Regions from separate parts of the Sus scrofa genome. Here all the other regions are linked to region 2. The links are chromatin contacts, called in public Hi-C maps. All regions are on one chromosome and are shown on one strand. The core of a region is the stretch at or near the end of the contact, and the rest is flanking DNA. Distances in the headings are between cores, read along the strand shown.

Region 1 (3,470 bases), core at 310-2,809, 94 kb after region 2:
CAAAATGATGACCTTGCCTGAGAACCACAGCATGTTGTACTAGGATCTCTCAATTTTACATCCTTGTACGGTTTCAGGGATACAGGAGTATCTAGAAATTGTACATAAATCTGGGTATCTGTATGCACACAGCTACAGTATTCGATTCCATGGCTTCTAGGAGATGCTCAAAGGAATCTGTAAGCCAAAAATGTTAAAAATAGGGAGTTCCCGCTGTGGCACAGTGGCTTAAAGATCAGGCGTTGCCACAGCTGATACGTCACAGCTGTGGCTCGGATTCAGTCTCTAGCTGTGGAACCTCCATATGCTGTGGGTGCAGCCAAAAAAAAAAAAAAAATGCTAAAAATAAAGCCAGCTCTCATTCTGCAAATGACACCACGTCAAGATGAGATCCTAGTGTAAATTCATGTTCTTTCAACAGCTTCAAGATGCTTCCTTTGCAACATGAAAGTAATTTGCACGACCTAAGTTTCATGTCTTAGCGCTCAGTCATCTAAAACAGTAAGGTAAAATCGATAACCCAGACAGGAAATATACTCCAATGTGGCATTGCCTTATACCACTTAAGTTTCTCTGGGAAACAAACTTTTAAAGGTTCAGACACATTTTTAGGCTATGGAGTAAATAAAAATTAGCAGTGATAGATGGTGCCTAGAAAAAGTGATTTGGAATAGAAGAATAATAATCTGGAATGCAACAAGTAGAAATGTCAAGCTAAGAAGTAAATACTCTACAGAAAGACAAAAGAATTTGGAGTCCGGAGAAACCGAGATCCACAGAATGAAGCAAATCATACTGAAGACAGCTTGTGAATCCTACACAATTCTTCAATTCATCCAACAGGTATTTATACAGCATCTAATTGGTGCCTGACATCCTTTCCGTGCTTAGATATTCCTAAAAATAAAATGAATTACCCAATAACTCTCCCTTTCCTATTCCACACCCACCTTATCGATAATGCTGTTAACAATGAGAGGATTTTTCAAAATGTGCTGCCCAATGCCCGTGTTGAACATGAGTCCTGTAAGAAAACATGAAACAGCCTTAATTTCCTAACTAAAATCAAATATTAGACTGTCCCTTAAAAGAAAGTAGGAGAGTTGAGGGAAGATTTCTGTGCCGAGAAGAACCAAACATCAAGCTAGGATTGATAAACTAAGTCCTCCCCTTCTGCTGAAAAGGAAGCGAGAGGGCGGCGCGCCGGGCCTGTGGCCGGCGCTCGGGGAAACCTAGGACTTGCGCTCCCGGATCGGGAATCCCGCCCAGTCTCACTGTCCCGACCCACATCTCCGTCCTCGCCCCGGGCTTGGTCCTGCCGGAAGACCTGACTCGACCCTGCTCCTCGGCTGTCCCCACCTCCGGCGCTCTTCAGTTCCCGGCGTTGTTGTTGCCGCTCGCGGCGACGGACGCTCGCCCCCGACTTGATCTTCGGCATCTTTTCCCGCAGCGGGCCCACAGGCAGGTTAAGTTAGGGAGAACCTAACCCGTTAATCCCGAGAAAGTGCACCACGTGGGAATCGCCGGCCTGCACCCCCAGCACCGGTTCGGATCACGTCTGGGAGGGGCGAGAACCCGCCCCCTGGTTTGCTCTGGGGTCCGCCCTCAGAGACTGAACCCGACCTTGGAGCCAGATGGCTGCTGGGAATTGTAGTCATAAACTGAAGGGAAAGCCTACCTCCGGAGCCTACAAATCCCAGAAGGCGCCACGCAACAGATCAGTTTGGATTGGCTAGTTTAGAATGGGGGCGGGGCTTGTTGTTCTTACAGCTTGGAGCTAGTTAAGTACGTTTTGGTGTGTACCCAGAGATGTTGGAGGCGGTTTAAATTTAGGCCTGGCTTTTTCAGGCCAGGTTCTAGAATTGCTGAAGCCAAATGTTTTTTTTATTATGTCACCTGCCTATCTCCTGTTTCCCAGCAGATTGTGGGGTGAGAATCCCAGGAATTTGGGATGAAGAGCTTGCTTCTCTGGGGGTTGGAGTCCTCCACTACTTGATTTGTGGAAAGGAACTTAAAAGAGGTGTTTTAAGTTAAAATGAGGACCTCAGACTGTGACCTAATCCATTCTGACTGGTTTACTTTAGACACACAAAAGGGGGGTTGTGCTCAGAGGAAAGACTGTGTCATGACACAGCCAGAAGGAAGCCATCTGCAAGCTAAGAGAGACCCCAGGAGAAACCAACTCTGCTGACACCTTGATCTTGGCTTCTAGCCTCCAGAACTGTAAGAAAATAAATTTCTGTCAGAGTTCCCTTCGTGGCTCAGTGGTTAATGAACCCAACCAGGGTCCACGACAATGCGAGTTTGATCCCTGTTCTCGCTCAGTGGGTTAAGGATCCAGCACTGCCCTGAGCTGCGTGTAGGTTGCAGAGGCAGCTCAGATCCCCAAGTTGCTGTAACTCTGATTAGACCCCTAGCCTGGAAACTTGCAAATGACTCAGGTGTGGGCCTGAAAAAGCAAAAAAAAAAATATATATATATATAATTAAATTAAATTAAATTAAAAATAAATAAATAAATTTCTGTCATTTAAGCCACCCAGTCTGGCATATTTTATTATGGCAACCCTAGCAAACTAATGCAACACGTAATGAAAATTCATTTTCCAAGGGCCTACCTTAAACACACTGGATCATAATAGGATTTGGCCCTGGCAAATGCATTTTTGACAGACCCTCTAGGAGATTCTGATGCACAATGTAGGTAGGGAATCACTATTTTCTACACTAATATAGTTGGTCGGGAAATTCCTCCATAAATGAAAAAGGATTAGGAGGGCTATCCTCATCAGTACAGGGAAGCTGTTCTAATGATTGTATCATTTATTCTGGCCAAATTTCATCCAATTCTTTTTTCTCTCTGAAGTGAGACAGTATTGGATGCCTCATGAATCCATTAGTCCTAGGGAATTGTGTGATGCTGGGGTAGGAACTGCATTAAATAAATGACTATGTGGAGTTCCCGCCGTGGTGCAGTGGTTAACAAATCTGACTAGGAACCATGAGGTTGTGGGTTCGATCCCTGGCCTTGTTCAGTGGGTTAAGGATCCTGCGTTGCTGTGAACTGTGGTGTAGGTCGCAGATGCAGCTCGGATCCCACGTTGCTGTGGCTCTGGCTAGGCTGGTGGCTACAGCTCCGATTAGACCTGGGAACTTCCATATGCTGCAAGAGCAGGTCTAGAAAAAGGCAAAAAGACAGAAAATAAATAAATAAATAAATGAGTATGTGGGAGTTCCTGTCGTGGTGCAGCGGGTGCAGCAGAAACAAATCTGACTAGGAACCATGAGGTTTTGGGTTCCATCCCTGGCCTCGCTCAGTGGGTTAAGAATCTGGCATTGCCCAGAGCTGTGGTGTAGGTCTCAGACACGGCTCAGATCTTGAGTTGCTGTGGCTCTGGCGTAGGCTGTCAGCTCAGATTAGACCCTTAGCCCGGAAACCTTCATATGCCATGGGTGCGGCCCTAAAAAAAA
Region 2 (3,259 bases), core at 503-3,002:
ACCTACAGGGTGCAAGGTATGTGTCAGCAACCATGATAAAACATTATATTTTATGAAGCAATTTTAAATTTAATAGGTATACATAGCATGATATATTTGCATTCTTTAAAGAATTTGAAAGCAAATAGATGCTTTATACTTGTCAGAGACATAAAAGAATGAGTTCTTTTTTTTTTTTTTTTTTTTTTGTCTTCTGTCCTTTTAGGGCCGCACCAGTGGCATATGGAGGTTCCCAGGCTAGGGGTCTAATCGGAGCTGTAGGCACCGGCCACACCACAGCCACGCCAGATCCGAGCGGCGTCTGCAATCTTTACCACAGCTCACGGCGAGGCCAGATCCTTAACCCACTGAGTGAGGCCAGGGATGGAACCCAAAACCTCATGATTCCTAGTCGGATTCGTTTCCCCTGCGCCACGCCACGACAGGAACCCCAGAGTATGTAACTTGTAACCATTTTTTTTAGGATCTACTTGACTTGATTACCTATGTTATTTTGGAAACTTCTAGGCACATGCATATATCCATATCCACAATTAACACACACAAATAACCAGTTTCCAATTTTTAAATAAAACTGTATGTTTTTAGTTTTTATGTAAAGATTAACAATGACTAGCGAAAGTAGGGCACGGTAAGTGTGTTTCCTCCATATCAAGTCCCAATACTTGAAGCAAAAGTCACACTTTTGGAAGTTTTTACACAGTGTTGTAAACAGTTTCTGTGGTCTGGGTCCACATGGCCTTCCTGCTTGCCAGGATGAAGAATCCTCGTCTCCACATGTTGGTGTAGTCAGACTAATCAAGTAGCTGCAGAAAAGGCACATTCCTCAGTCAACCTTATGTGTCTGCCCTCTGTTCTTGAATCAGTCATTGGTTTTATGGGGCAGGGCAAAGACAAGACACCAGCATCAGATGCATCATAAACGGAATAGTCAAGGTCTCCCCACCACAGCGTTTCTTTTTGAGTGGCGATTAGCTATAAGTCAAGGTCTTGTAAAGCGAATCTTCATTTCGATTTAGGGTGGGTGACACCTCAAAGGCATTTCTTTTCCTCCACAACTGGAAACCTTGGGAAGGTTATTTGGATAGATCACCTCTAAATAGCAATAGAGGTGACACTGTCAGATGAATCACTGAGCCCAAGACGTCAATGGCCGACCCTTAAATTCAAATCCTTCAGCCACGCGCTCCAGCCGGAAAGCCCACGAATCACAGGGTCCTTAATCCATCCCAATAACAGCGAAATTTTTGGACGCCAGAGAGTCGGGATAGCACCCCTGGGCGGGTTCCCGCCCGTCTCTTCCGGGCGGCGCGCTGAAATCAAACCTCGCTTGGAGGCCTTGCCGCGCGCGCTCCGCTCCCCTTGCCTGCCCGGCCTACAGCCCCGCCGCGGAGCTGGGCGGGGCCGCCTCGAGGCAGCAGGGAAAGGCTGGCGGAGGAGGAAGAGACGCGGGAGGCGCGCTCTGCGCAGGCGCGCAGTGCCCCGCCTCCCTAGCGTCGGCTCCCGGGCAGGCAGCGCGGGCCCTCCCACTCTCCCCCGCGCTGCCTCACGGCCCCGGCCCTCGCTTCACCCCGACACCCCGGCGTGCGCGTCCTCTTGCCGGCCTGCAGGCCCAGGGCCTCCGCTTGCCAGCCCGCCGCTTCTCCTCGCGGCCCCGGCTCGCGTTCACGCTGTCGCCCGGGCCGGCGCGGCCGCGGACAACCGCTCCCCCTCCCACACCTACCCCGCCCCCTCCCCGCCTTTTCCGCCCTCCTGTCCCCCTCCCTCGGCCCGCCGCCGCTGCTCCAGATGAGGTGATGGCAACGGCCAACTTCGGCAAGATCCAGATCGGGATTTACGTGGAGATCAAGCGGAGCGATGGTGAGCCTCGCCGCCGCCCCTGCTGGCCGGGCCGGTACTCGGGTGTGCAAGGAGGGGAAGCCGGCGCCGGCCGCCTCATTGATTGCTCCGCCGGGCTGTGGGGGCGGGAAGGCGGCGGCCGCGGCGCTTTTGTGTGTGGCGTGTGTGCGAGTGAGGCCAGTTTGGGGTCCGCCCCGGGTGCCGCTGCGGTGCAGGGGAGAGGAGGGGCCCTGTGGAGGGCTGGGTCGGGGGGGAGGCCGGCAGGGAAGGGCCAGGGTGTAGCGGGCCGCGTCTCTGGGGACTTAAAGCGGGCGCGCCGGAGGATCCGGGCCGGGGGCCTTGCTCTCCCGCGATCTCCATCCTCCCGGGGACTCCAGCCCGGTGGGCGGGGGCAGCGAGCTCCGTTAGGGTTGACCCAGCCTCTCAGATCTCTCGGCCTCTTCATTTTCCGGTCTCATTTCTGAGGGGTGAGGGGTGGGGGGTGGGGAGAGCGTGAAGACCAGAGACTTCGGTTTTTAGGGAACCGACTTGTGGTCCAAGGCCGAGGTGGGGAAGAAAGGCCAACCCCGTTGGTTAAGCTGTCTGGTTGTCAGGTTTCTTCGGCTTTCATTTCTCGAGCATGCCTGTCTTTTTCGCTAGACCCTTCCTTGGAAGAGGGATGCTCAGCCTTGAATGTGGGTGGGGGAGCAATGGGAAGAAGTATTCGATAAGCTTCTCAAAGGTGATGAGACTGAAAGGGAAGGAGGGGGATGAGCCTAGTCAATGCGAGGCACTACTGAGAGGGTGCGAGTGGGCGACCGGATGTTGATCTTTTCACACCCTCTGGAGAGGTAACCGAGAGAAAAAGTGTAAGACGAGGTGAAGACACAAGCTTAATTAAAAAATATTTTTTTAAGTCTTAGGCTTTTATATCTTTCTATGGATTTCTCTTGGGGAAAATGTCACTAGCTTGGGGTGTGGAGTGATACAGCGCCAGCCAGGCTTGGAAATAATTTATATTGTAAAGGAGAAAACGCATGGAGGGGGATGGTCATTTAGCCTACTCAGTAGTAATGTCGCTATCACATCCACACCTTGTTGGTTTCCGTTAGGTTTGACCAAATCATGTGAGGCTAGGTTGACTTTAATGTTTTCCATGTGATATATTGGAAAACCTGTATAGCTAGTGGTTTGTTTGTTTTTTTCCTTTCTCTCTTCGTTATATTTGATGTAGTTTGTTTTAACAATTGGAAGCATTATCTTGTGTGGGAAAGGACTAATTATATCACTTAGAGCTTTAAAAGCTACCAATAACACTAGTGGAAAAGAGGTGTCTCTTACTTGGGATGGGTTTCTTTATATTATTTTCTTCAAATTATTGTCCTTAAGCAGTGTTGTTACTGTCATTTCTTTTTTAGGTAAATGCATGTTCACTGTATAC
Region 3 (3,067 bases), core at 22-2,521, 75 kb before region 2:
GTTGCCAGGGGAGAGGGTCTCCGCCTCTCCTTTGGAGTAGGATGAACTGGGATTTGGGGTTGGTAGATACAGACTACTACATTTAGAATGGATGAGTAGTGAGGTCCTATATTGACCATAATGGAAAATAATACAAGAAAAAGAATGTATGTATGTGTATGAATGGGTCACTATGCTGTACAGCAGAAATTGACACAACACTGTGAATCAACTATACCCTAATAAAAAATAATTTTTTAGAAAACAAAATGCTGGAGTTCCCGTCGTGGCACGGTGGTTAACGAATCCGACTAGGAACCATAAGGTTGCGGGTTCGGTCCCTGCCCTTGCTCAGTGGGTTAACGATCCGGCGTTGCCGTGAGCTGTAGTGTAGGTCGCAGACGCGGCTCGGATCCCGCGTTGCTGTGGCTCAGGTGTAGGCTGGTGGCTACAGCTCCGATTGGACCCCTAGCCTGGGAATCTTCACATGCCGTGGGAGCGGCCCAAGAAATAGCAAAAAAAAAAAAAAAAAACAAAATGCTTAGGTCTCAGTGTTAGTAGGCAAAAGCCTAGCTGTAGGAAGATAATACCACTAGTATTATAGAACCTCCCCATTATCTATTACCTGTTAATTAATTTCTCCATTACATTATAGATGAACATTTTTAAAAAAATGAAGTGACTAGTGATGGCAGTCCTAGGCTCCCTGACGTGATTATGAAAGAGCCATTGTAGAGAAAGGACCTCATGTCGGTAGTTTTCTCACTTTTCTGTGTGTGAGTGTGGTATGCCCTCCACGTGGTGACAATGTTCTATGGCCACCTTCCTCACCATTGGGGGAAGTCCTACTATTGTTGATTAGGTATGGAAAGTACTCTCAGCCAAGGCATTTACTTAGAGGTTAGCTCTAGATTCTTAGGTAATGCTAAACTATTGTCAGCTGGAAAACAGGGAAAAACAGGTGTCTGAAGGGAGAATAAAACAGTCGGATAGAAAGGAATGGAGAAAAACAAACTATGGATTTGACATCTCTTGCCTCCCTCCCACTCACTATCCGAATATCTGAATATGTAGACAGAAGTATCTAAGTATTTAGGGATCAACATCCCTAAGGAATGGTACTTGAAATTTGAGCCACTTTGAATACACATAGGATACATCGTATTTGCACGTAGCAGGAGGAAAAAGCAGACAAAGGAAAAGACTTCTTTGCAACAGGAAACTGTACATGGGGGTGGAAGCTCAGATCTTTGGAATCTAAGAGTTGAGGTCACTTTTCAAAACCACTCCCAATTTTAGGGCACAGAATGTCTTAGTCATCCCCTAAAGGTTTAGCTAAAGAATGTGACTAAAGCAAGGAAGCAGCCATAGGTTTTTCAGAGGATGAGAACATGTCCTGTTTGGAGACATTCATGCATGCCCCTATGCAGAGTGGGCCCCACAGCTGTCCACTCTGGGTGCAAGCCTGTGGGGAACGGAGCCAGGAGGGAAGCCTGCTATGGGCAGAATGAGGCGGGGCTGCACTGGAATGAGCCCCTCCCTTGAAGGGTCTAAAAGAGATGGAAGAATTTCTGAACCAACTAGAGACCAGAACCCATCCAAGAATAGAAGTGGAGAGGACAAGGGCTTTTTGAGTTACTTCCACAGCAATCCAGATTAGAACATTTTTTTCTAAGGAGCCTTAGGTTTCCCTTTGGAGAGCCCTGGTTTCCAAGTGTCCTTTCTTACAAAGAGGCATGTGATAAAATTGGTTGAATGGATGAGTGTTAAGTGTGAGTGCAGTGAACACTATTAGGCAAGGTCCCAAGCATGAGCTGCCACAGGAGTGAGTGATCTCTCAGGAGGCAGAGGTGCCCCATGAGAACACGGAGGTACTGAGATGAGGACCGTGGCCAAATGGGAGGACCATAGGGCACTGGGGTTATCAGCATGGGCTTTAAGCAAGATAGATGTGGGTTAGAATCTTAGGCTCACTACTTACTAGCTGTGTGATCTTAGGCAAGTTAATGAACTTTGCTGAGTATTTTGTTTTCTTACTATAAAGGGAAATTAAAAATCCCTAACTTACATGGGGATTCGTGGGGATTCAATGCAGTAATACATATAATACACTTAACACTGTGCGTGACACATAGTAAGTACTCTTTACTGCAGTCATCTTAAGGGTCAAATTTCTCCCCAGAACTGGGCTAGGAGATTTAAGGAAAATAAATAAGCAGATAGGAAAGCAGAAGAAGAGAGAGAAAGTTAAATTCATCTATAGCTTGATTATATGTCTGTGGAAAAAGACAATCTCAGCAAGGTTCCATCAAGTAAACTGAATGAGTCCCTTGCCTACCTTGTGCCTGGATGTTTATGGCCTCTGCAGGCAGGACATTGTACGATACAACCAGAAGTCTCAGGGGAAATGAAAGGATGGGGTGTGTCTGAATTTGGGGTGGGTGGTTTGCTTTGAAAGAATTGTTTCATTTTTTGGAGAGGGAATGCCAAGCTGTGATTTTATCATGAAACTAGCACTTTAATATCATTCCTTAATTTCCATCACGATTTTAAATAAGCTCTAGAAAGTCTCCACTTTTTATACTGTGTCCTTGGAAACAAGGTCAGAAAACGGAAAGAATGAAGCAAAACCCCACCTTCCATATGTACTGGGCTGCTAGAAAGCCAGACTACCCGTCCCTCCCCAAGCTTGGCTCTTCCTCATTTCCAGCTCCCTTCATTCCCGAGTGGCCCTCAGACACCCCACCTCAGCACTGTCGGGCTACGGGACAAAAAGGAAAACCTCAAGAAGTTCCCATTGTGGCACGGCGGAAGTGAATCCAGGTAGTATCCATGAGGATGGGGGTTTGATTCCTGTCTGGGGTCAGTGGGTTAAGGATCCTGCATTGCCGTGGCTGTGGTATAGGCCAGCAGCTGTAGCTCCAATTAGACCCCTAGCCTGGGAACCTCCATATGCCACAGATGCAGCCCTAAAAAGACCAAAAAAAAAAAAAAAGGAAAAGCTCAAGGACTTTTTTATAAAATACTATTACAAGATCAATGGGATAGTTTTGAGTATATTTGCTTGCCAATGGGAATTTTTATGAGA

What was found. A called contact is a pair of places that touch in the nucleus more often than the background predicts.
Region 1: a Hi-C map of skeletal muscle shows a contact between it and region 2, with 4 times the contacts expected there. The contact joins the promoter of DIMT1 here to the promoter of KIF2A in region 2. A contact is called at or near these places in 1 of 5 promoter capture datasets (fetal liver), 7 of 47 Hi-C or Micro-C datasets (heart right ventricle, liver and skeletal muscle) and 2 of 2 datasets of contacts at active chromatin or transcription factors (alveolar macrophages and skeletal muscle).
Region 3: a Hi-C map of embryonic fibroblasts shows a contact between it and region 2, with 4 times the contacts expected there. The contact joins the enhancer-like site here to the promoter of KIF2A in region 2. A contact is called at or near these places in 3 of 47 Hi-C or Micro-C datasets (embryonic fibroblasts, epiblast stem cells and fibroblasts) and 1 of 2 datasets of contacts at active chromatin or transcription factors (skeletal muscle).

Annotation. Positions count from the first base shown.
Region 1 is chr16:41,109,644-41,113,113 of Sscrofa11.1, forward strand. It overlaps DIMT1 (DIM1 dimethyladenosine transferase 1 homolog), which reads right to left and starts at 1,560. Exons shown (of 12, transcript NM_001244313.1): 1 at 1,360-1,560; 2 at 951-1,024. The coding sequence starts at 1,438.
Region 2 is chr16:41,015,231-41,018,489 of Sscrofa11.1, forward strand. KIF2A (kinesin family member 2A) reads left to right here and starts at 1,753. Exons shown (of 20, transcript NM_001244211.1): 1 at 1,753-1,860. The coding sequence starts at 1,797.
Region 3 is chr16:40,940,565-40,943,631 of Sscrofa11.1, forward strand. No RefSeq gene overlaps it. Among named protein-coding and RNA genes, the nearest start is that of KIF2A, 75 kb to the right of the region's middle. Within about 2 kb of position 1,272, at least 11 of the 83 cell types and tissues checked have an H3K27ac peak or open chromatin away from gene starts, as enhancers often do. A contact at or near this core is called in embryonic fibroblasts and epiblast stem cells, where this site is marked.